Linked DNA regions of Sus scrofa: regions 2 and 3 are each linked to region 1. A link is a contact called in public Hi-C and promoter capture Hi-C data. All regions are on one chromosome and are shown on one strand. The core of a region is the stretch at or near the end of the contact, and the rest is flanking DNA. Distances in the headings are between cores, read along the strand shown.

Evidence for each region. Promoter capture Hi-C pulls out the DNA fragments that hold promoters and counts their contacts. A called contact is a pair of places that touch in the nucleus more often than the background predicts.
Region 2: a Hi-C map of skeletal muscle shows a contact between it and region 1, with 4 times the contacts expected there. The contact joins the promoter of TTC9 here to the promoter of MAP3K9 in region 1. A contact is called at or near these places in 2 of 5 promoter capture datasets (fetal skeletal muscle and liver), 32 of 47 Hi-C or Micro-C datasets (adipocytes, adipose tissue, alveolar macrophages and 18 more) and 2 of 2 datasets of contacts at active chromatin or transcription factors (alveolar macrophages and skeletal muscle).
Region 3: a promoter capture Hi-C map of liver shows a contact between it and region 1, with 4 times the contacts expected there. The contact joins the promoter of MED6 here to the promoter of MAP3K9 in region 1. A contact is called at or near these places in 2 of 5 promoter capture datasets (fetal skeletal muscle and liver) and 1 of 47 Hi-C or Micro-C datasets (blood).

Annotation. Positions count from the first base shown.
Region 1 is chr7:94,378,771-94,381,470 of Sscrofa11.1, reverse strand. It overlaps MAP3K9 (mitogen-activated protein kinase kinase kinase 9), which reads left to right and starts at 1,411. Exons shown (of 12, transcript XM_021099417.1): 1 at 1,411-1,810. The coding sequence starts at 1,411.
Region 2 is chr7:94,217,102-94,219,801 of Sscrofa11.1, reverse strand. TTC9 (tetratricopeptide repeat protein 9A) reads right to left here and starts at 1,366. Exons shown (of 3, transcript XM_005656367.3): 1 at 399-1,366. The coding sequence starts at 1,311.
Region 3 is chr7:94,183,226-94,185,925 of Sscrofa11.1, reverse strand. MED6 (mediator of RNA polymerase II transcription subunit 6) reads left to right here and starts at 1,320. Exons shown (of 8, transcript XM_001928042.4): 1 at 1,320-1,417. The coding sequence starts at 1,396.

The DNA.
Region 1 (2,700 bases), core at 162-2,661:
GTGGAAGCTAACAAAAGGATGTAGGAAAAGGGCAGCTTTGCTCATAAACTGCAGTATTGTTTTGTATGTATATTCAGCTTTGGTTTTTAATTTGATTTCCATAGAGGTCACCATGATCCAAGGTGAAATTCCCCCAGATGAAAGAAATCCAAGATTTGCAGAAAAATTTAATCTCTTCAGAGAGACAAAGTCCACTTCACCGACAGCTTACCCAGACTGTTTGAGCCCCAGGAAAGTGGTCTTTGGTCTGAATTCTAAAAAATTGACGGTATTGGAATTTCTTCTAACAGGAACCCTGGAAAGGGGGAGTTTTATGCAGTTTCATAAAGGCGAGAACTATAGAGTTTTAAGAGTTCTTTTAAAGAACACAGCAGTGGGTCTGAAGGCCTTAATAGACAGGGGTGGAAGTTAATCCACCTGATAGGATGCACAGACCCAAGAGAAGGAAGAATCCAATTGTAAAGGGGAGCTGGAGAAGAAAGAGCTCTCCCAGGGCGCAACCTAGCTCAATTCCCCTCTGCTAACTCTCAGTAGCTCACTTTAGGATTTAGAACACAGGTGCTAGCCCTCCGCGTCAGACAAAGGGAGCGGTCTCCTACAGCCTCTTAGGGATGAATGAGGGTTCAGCTTACCTTTTAGGGTCCACCCATCCTTCCTCAGGCGCCCAATGAAGCCGCAGTCTCTTCCTGACGGGCGGTGTCGAACTCTCTCCGGAAACGGACAGGTACCTTGGACCAATGGTTGGAGCTGAGGCGGGCCAATGGGAGCGAGAAATGGGTCAACCTGGGGTTTGAGAATGAGAGAGCCCGCACAGGGGCGGGGGCGGGGGGCGGGCGACGTAGGCGCAGTGGGTGGAGCGGGGCGAGCGGGGCGACTGGCGGGACAGCCTCAACCGCGGCGGGAGGAACCTGCGGACGGGTTGGCGGCGGCCAATGGGAAGGCGGGTTGGCGCAGGGGCGGGCCTGGGCTCCGGGAAGCCCCGCCTCTTCGGGTCCGCAGGGCTGGGGCGGAGCCAGGTCCGCGTCAGGTGGTCCTGGGCGTGCGGGCGGAGCTGGGGGCGGCGCGCGGCGCGGAGCTGGGAGAGGCGGCCGGCTGGAGGCGGCGGGCACCGGCTGCTTGAGCAGGTACCCGTGGTGGAGGTGGTGAGGCCGCCCCAGCGGTCGAACGCGAAGGCGGGGGCTCCGGCCCGCCGCGCCCCCATGCTGCGCTGAGCACTCGCACTCCGCTCACTTGTCGCGGCGCCGCGCCAGCCACAGCGAGCCGGCTCTCCCCGCCCTGCCAGCCCCGGCCCTACCTGCGGCCGCCGTCGGGGGAGGGGGGTTCCCCCAGCTCTGCGGAGCCGCATGAACAATAGGCAGCGGCGGCTCCTGCGGGCGGCGGCAGCCCCGCACCCTATGGATCGGCCGCTCCATGGAGCCCTCCAGAGCGCTTCTCGGCTCCCTGGCGAGCGCCGCCGCTGCCGCCCAGCCGGGGGAGGATGGAGCGGGGGCCGGGGCCGAGGAGGAAGAGGAAGAGGAGGAGGAGGCGGCAGCGGCCCCCGGGGATCTGGGCTCCGACACGCCGATGCCCTACTGGACGGCGGTGTTCGAGTACGAGGCGGCGGGCGAGGACGAGCTGACCCTGCGGCTGGGCGACGTGGTGGAGGTGTTGTCCAAGGACTCGCAGGTGTCCGGCGATGAGGGCTGGTGGACCGGGCAGCTGAACCAGCGTGTGGGCATCTTCCCCAGCAACTACGTGACCCCGCGCAGCGCTTTTTCCAGCCGTTGCCAGCCTGGCGGCGAGGACCCCAGTTGCTACTCGCCCATTCAGTGTAAGGAGAAGGCGGGGCGCGGGAGCCTGGCGGGGGCTGTGGGGGGGGGGGGATGATGGAGCTTGGGGTGGTCGAGGAGGGAGAGGAGCCCTCCTTGAAGGTTAGGTTAAGGTGGTCAGTGATTGACCTGATGTGTGCAAGCGTCCTCGGGCTGCAGGGGCTTTGGCCGGTGCAATTGGTTAGACAGACTTGCCGCAGGCCGCGCCTGGAACCTCAGGCTCTTGGGCTTCTTCACCTTCGCCTGACCACCTCAGCAGCAGCTCCTGATTGTACATCCTGAAGCCCTAGCAAGAGAATCTCCCTCGCACTCCCCACCCCGCAAATCTGGAAGGATTTTAGGCCGGCTGGTGGTTTCTATTATAACCTTAGTCCCCCAGTCTGGGACCTTCCCGACCTTTTCTAGCGCCTTCCCCGCCCCTTATAGGTATTTGCTTTGAAGGAGACGGGGCGGGGGGGGGGGTGTTTCCCGCGGGGCTGGACTGGCGCACCGGTCCCGGAAGTCTGTGTGAACTTACGGCTGAAGTATCTTTCTTGGGTTGCTTTCTTGGATCCTAATCTTGTATCTTAAAAGTTGTACCTTTAGGAGTCTCAGTGAAGAATGTGCTAAGAAGGGTGTGTATTTGTGTGGGGGGGGGGCAGAAATGATTAGGGAGGGAAAAGTATGCCATTCCCCCCACGAGAGATCAGGAGCCCAGGCACAATGGCTAAATCCCAGTCCCTTGACACCTATACAGTGTATTTTCTCCTTTATTCTCACCCTAGATCCTTGCCTATATTTGGTCTTTGCCAAATCTCAGGGGGCCCATGCGCAGGGGTCCCTCCCAGGTCTTCCAGTGTCCTGGTTTTCACCAATTTCCCAGGAGCCCCCTGCTCCACACCCTGTAATGAAA
Region 2 (2,700 bases), core at 117-2,616, 160 kb after region 1:
CACCCTGGGTGCTGCTTCCCGCATTTGGACCCAGGTCCACTGCTGAGCAGTAGTAGCGGCAGTCGCCGCCAGGCCGGCTGAATCCCCATCTGTCTGTCCAGCTATTTATAGGTGAGATTTACGAGGATGCGAGGGAAGAATGCGGGATGACAACGAGTTCTGGAAGGTCTAATCCTAAAAGTCACACTTCTTCTAAAGCGCCCCCTCCCAGGTTCTCCTTCCCAGGGCAGAGCAGCACGGTCCCAGCTGGAGAGTGTGCGTCGCGGGCGCGCCGAGGCTACGGGCCGTGACCCCTGGGGCCGGGCGGGGGGCGGGGGGGGGAATGGGGATGGGTGCTGAGCGGGAGACCTAGAAGGCAGGGGGAGGAGGGGTCGGGGGCGCGACGCGACGCAGCTCACCTGCCAGGCTGTTGTAGCAGTCGATCTCGATGGCTTCCACCGTCTTGCTCTGCTCCTCTGAGAGGCGACCGGGGTTGGGGGCCCCGGCCGGGGAGGCCGAGCGCGAGTCCCGCTCCCGTTCCCCGGCAGCCGGCAGCAGCCCCTTCAGCTCCAGCAACGCCCTGTGGTATTTGCCGATGGCTTCGCGGAATTTCTTGTCCTTGTAGCACTGCGCCCCTTGGCTCTTGAACTCGTGCGCGCGCCTGATGAACTCGGCGGGCTCAGCCGCCGCCCCAGCCTGGCCCCGCGCCGGGGTCCCTCCGCTGCCGCCCGGGACGCACAGAGGCGGCTGTGGCCGCTGCGCCTCACCGGCCGCGGGCGGGCTAGGGTTTCCTTTGGCCCCGGCCGCCGAGCCCTTCCTCTCCATTCGGCCGCCTCCCGGCTCCCCGCGCGCGCCGCGATCCGCCCGTCGCCGCCGCTGCCGCCGCCGCGCCCTCCCGGGTTTAAAAGCGGCGGGCACCGGCCTTGCGCCTGGCAAGCTCGGCCACTGCCGTGACACCCCGCGGCGGTCTGTCGCCCCGCACTCCCATTCTCTTCGCTGTCTGCGGGAGGCTGCTCTCTCCTCCTCCTCCTCGGATTGCCTTCCCCTCCTTCCCTCCTTTCTTCCCTCCCTCCCCCACTCCCGCGCCGCCCGCCCGCCCTCCTCCTCGCCCTCCTCCCCTCCCGCAACCTGCGGAGGTGGCGACCTGGCCCTCGCGCGCTTCAGGGCTAGCGGTATGGGGGACCGGGGGCCCGATGGGGTTGGCGGTGATTGTTGCTGACCCGGAAGAAGCTTGGCTCCTTTGAAGGAGGGGAGGATTAATGACAAAGACCGGCCCGTTCTTTCCCATTCAACCCGGCCTTGGGAGAAGCGGCTAGTCTGAAAGACACGCATGGGGGAAGGGTGTGTGTGTGTGTGTATGTATGCGTGTGTAGGGAAGGGTGTGTGTGTGTGTGTAGGGAATGGGGACGCCCGCGTCGAAGGCTTGCAGACTCACCCTCAATAGATTTCTTATAAACTAAAAAGAAAGGTGCAAGAGGGAAGCCAGGGGTGTGGGCAAAAGCCACAGCTTCTGGTTCTTTGCAGTAAGGCGTTGATATTTTTAAGGTGGCAGGGCCTCTTTTTGTGTGTGTGGATGCAGGTGGTGGCTGAGGTGGGTCTCCGTGGGGGGCTGCACCGGCACCCAGAACACAATGTGCACTTCAGAGTGGGGCGTTGTATTCTAGGAGCCGCTGTATGCTGGCGCCTGGACGTGCGGGCAGTTGTGCAGAATGAATCACAGACATCAGAGATGGAAAACACCTGTTACTGTTGGTCATCAGGGCGGGCGTGCGTTCTAGTTTCTAGTTTCTGTTTACAGGCCAGTTCTTCCCCGCCTTGGGAGGTTCCATCCCTTACTTCATTCATTCTTTCGGTGAGCCCTGAGCGGCTGGCTGTCTGCTGGGGATTTCCTGAGGTCAAGGAGGGGACAAAGACAGGCAAGGAAGGGACTGCCTTGCTCTCACTTAACTAACTCCCAGTCTACTGGGGATATACACCACTCATCGGTAGAGTCACCCTGCCAGGTAGAGATTGGCAAATGTTATCGGGGAGGAATGGAAAGTGCAGTGCAGTCTGGAGGAAAGGAGGCTTTGAGCAGGAAATGGCATTTGAGGGCCTTGAAAGATGGGTAAGATCTGGACATGAGGAAATAGATGGAAATGACATCTCAACCAGAGTGAGGAAACAGCTGAGGTCATGATGTTCAGAATCTTGGATGTGTTTGGGGCATAATGGTTTGATTTTTGTGGCCTAAAGAGAAGTAACTGGAAATGATTGGGTTACATTATGGAGGCATTTGGATGAAGGGCTTGCATTTGATTTTGTAAACAATGGAGAAGGCTGGCCTGTTTTTTAGTGCCCCCACCTTTTTTCTTTCTTTCTTTTTTCTTTTTTTTTTTTTTTTGTCTTTCCTAGGGACACACCTGCAGCATATGGAGGTTCCCAGACTAGGGGTTGAATCAGAGCTGTAGCCACAGGCCACAGCCACAGCCACAACCACAGCAACGCCAGATCTGAGCCTTGACTGTGACCTACACCACAGCTCACGGAAACGCCAGCTCCTTAACCCACTGAGCGAGGCCAGGGATTGAACCCACAACCTCATGGTTCCTAGTCGGATTCGTTAACCACTGCGCCAAATTCCAAGTGCCCCCACCTTTATGAGGCTGAGATAAATATATATATATATATATATATATATGTATTGTAAAGCAGTGGTTTTCAAAGCACAGCTTCCTGACC
Region 3 (2,700 bases), core at 71-2,570, 200 kb after region 1:
CACCTAATAAGAACACAAGAAAACAAAACAAAACGTTTGATGTTTCACACATCAGTTTATTGGATATAATGTTCTCCCATTTTGGGATGCCTTCTCCACTAGCAACCCCCCCCCCCCCAAAATCAGGCCCTCAAGAAAATTGCCTCCTGAAAAAAAAAAAAAAAAACCCGTCTTTTTGAAAACTCTGCTCTGTGCATGTGCATACTTTTATTGGGGCACACTGTATATATACCATCTCAAATATAAAATCCCAGCTCAGGGAGTTCCCATCATGGTTTATCAGAAACAAATCTGATAAAATAAACAAATCTCCAAATCCATGAGGACACAGGTTCGATCCCTGGCCTCCCCTTGGTGGGTTAAGGATCTGGATTAAGGATTGCTGTGAACTGTGATGTAGATCGAAGAAGAGGCTGGGATCCCATGTTGCTGTGGCTGTGGTGTAGACCGCGGCTGCAACTCCAATTAGACCCCCACCTTCCTGGTAACCTCCATATGACGCATATGCAGCCCTAAAGACTGAATAAATAAATAAATAAATAAAACCCCAGTTCAAATATGGAAGTGTAACAAATATAACCGCACATGCGGCATATGGAGGTTCCCAGACTAAGGGTCTAATCTGAGCTACAGCTGCAGGACCGCCAAATCCAAGCCTTTGTCTGAGACCTACACCACAGTTCAGGGGAAACGCCAGATCATTAATCCACTGAGCGAGGCCAGGGATTGAATCCGCAATCTCATGGTTCCTAGTCGGATTGGTTTCTGCTGCGACGCCCCAGGAACTCCACAAAGCAATATTTTTATGCCGTTTAGATTTAAAAATTTTGAATTTCCAGTCTATGAGGTGGAAAATTCCCTGTTCTTTGCCCCCTCCCCCTTACCCCTGTGTTGTAGTTAAATTTGGGGGGAACCTTCTCAGTACCTAAGTTTTGGAGACGGTATCATTCCTGTACACAGGGCTTCTTCAGATTTGGGGTTTCTCCCCTTGGCATCTGCGTCTTACTGGTGGTTATCCTCCTCAGTTTGCCTTTACGGGAATACACTGGAGCTTGAGAATCTTTCTAAGGCTTCCATTGGCTTCTCCATTCCACAGAATTATTCCCTCTGGTACTTGCTATCTAGCCCAGATTACCAGGGACGCAGACACTAGGTCTTTACTCAGGGACCCAAGGGTATTCCTTTTCTTTTCAGCATGTTAATATTTTGCTTCCGAAGCAAAGGCTTCCACCTCTTCTCCAGTCTCTCCCCTTTGCCCGCTCTCTCTTCCTAGCCTCGCAGTCTCCGCCCCCTTTTCGGTTCAACTTTCCTCCGCTCTGCGTCCCGCCTCTTCCGTCTCGGAGTTGCTACGTTTCCTCTGCGCCGGAAGAAGAACCCGAAAACGCTTTTAGAATTATGGCGGCGGTGGATATCCGAGGTACCCTGTGCTGTCACCCTTTATTTCCTGTTTGGGGTCTGGTTTAGGGATTTACAGCGTGCGGGGGCAAGGTTCTGGTTCGTTTGGGTGCTCTTCTGAGTGTTTTGTGTGAACGACCCAAAGCTCTGGTCTGGAGAAAACTTGCCTCGTTTTTCGCAGTTCTTCAGGGGTCTCTTGAAACGAAGCGGTTGGGAGAAGCTCTGGGTTTTGAATCCTGATAAATCTTTGCAAAAACTTTAGGGCCCCTCTGTGAGGGTGAAGGAGCGGCCTTTGCACAGAGAAGGGGTTGGGGCAGTGAGCCGACAAGGTTTGATTCCTCCTTGGGGCTTGTCTTGGGGATACCTTATTCCTGATGTCGCGTCCCGCACGTCCGTCATCTCTGTGAGTGAATACCGACGATTTTCCTCTCTAACTTTTGTTTTTGAGTGTATAGTCCCTTCCATCGAAAACCCAACAATTACTGCGGGCAGAGGTCGTTTCTTTTTCACAGCTGAACTGTAGAGGTACTGAAATATTTGTTGAATATTCAATGAATAAGTATATGGAGACGCATTCCTGTAATTGCTCTCTCAGGTCGCGCCGCATTAAACCGTACGTTCTCTTAGCACATGAACATACAAACTTTTCAGTGAAACTCTGGGATTCCGGAATGAACCCGCGGGCGATTTAAAAATAACTGTAGCATGTCGCAACATTGTAAATCAACTATATAATTCACTAAAACTTACAAAACAAATAATTGAAGCACAAGAACTTAGTTTCAAACAGACCAGGTTCCAGCAGGTTGGGAGGAGGTGTCATGGAAATTCCCAGGAAAAACTCATGAGAGTGAGAGTGCACTTGTCAGTATATCTTACTGTTGTGGTGGTGGCGCTCACAAAACTTCTGCACTTGTATGAGACTTTTAACATTTGTTTCCATTTGAAACTTTGTAGTACTTAAAAGAAGTATGAATTTTTGTACCTAGACGCAAGCGAAAAGCCAGGCTTAAATTTACTCCTCTTACCCCCAGCAGATTAAAGAAAAACGGCTTTGGTTAAAAGATTTTTAACTGATGTTTTCCTGGTCATTTCAACATAGGGTTGTGGTTTTATTTTTTATTTATTTTTTGTATTTTCTAGGGCCGCACACACGGCATATGAAGGTTCCCAGGCCAGGGGTCGAATCGCAGCTGTAGCCTCGGCCTTCCCCAGAGCCACAGCAACGCGGGATCTGAGCTGCATCTGCAACCTACACTACAGTTCACTGCAATGCCGGAACCTTAACCCACTGAGCGAGGCCAG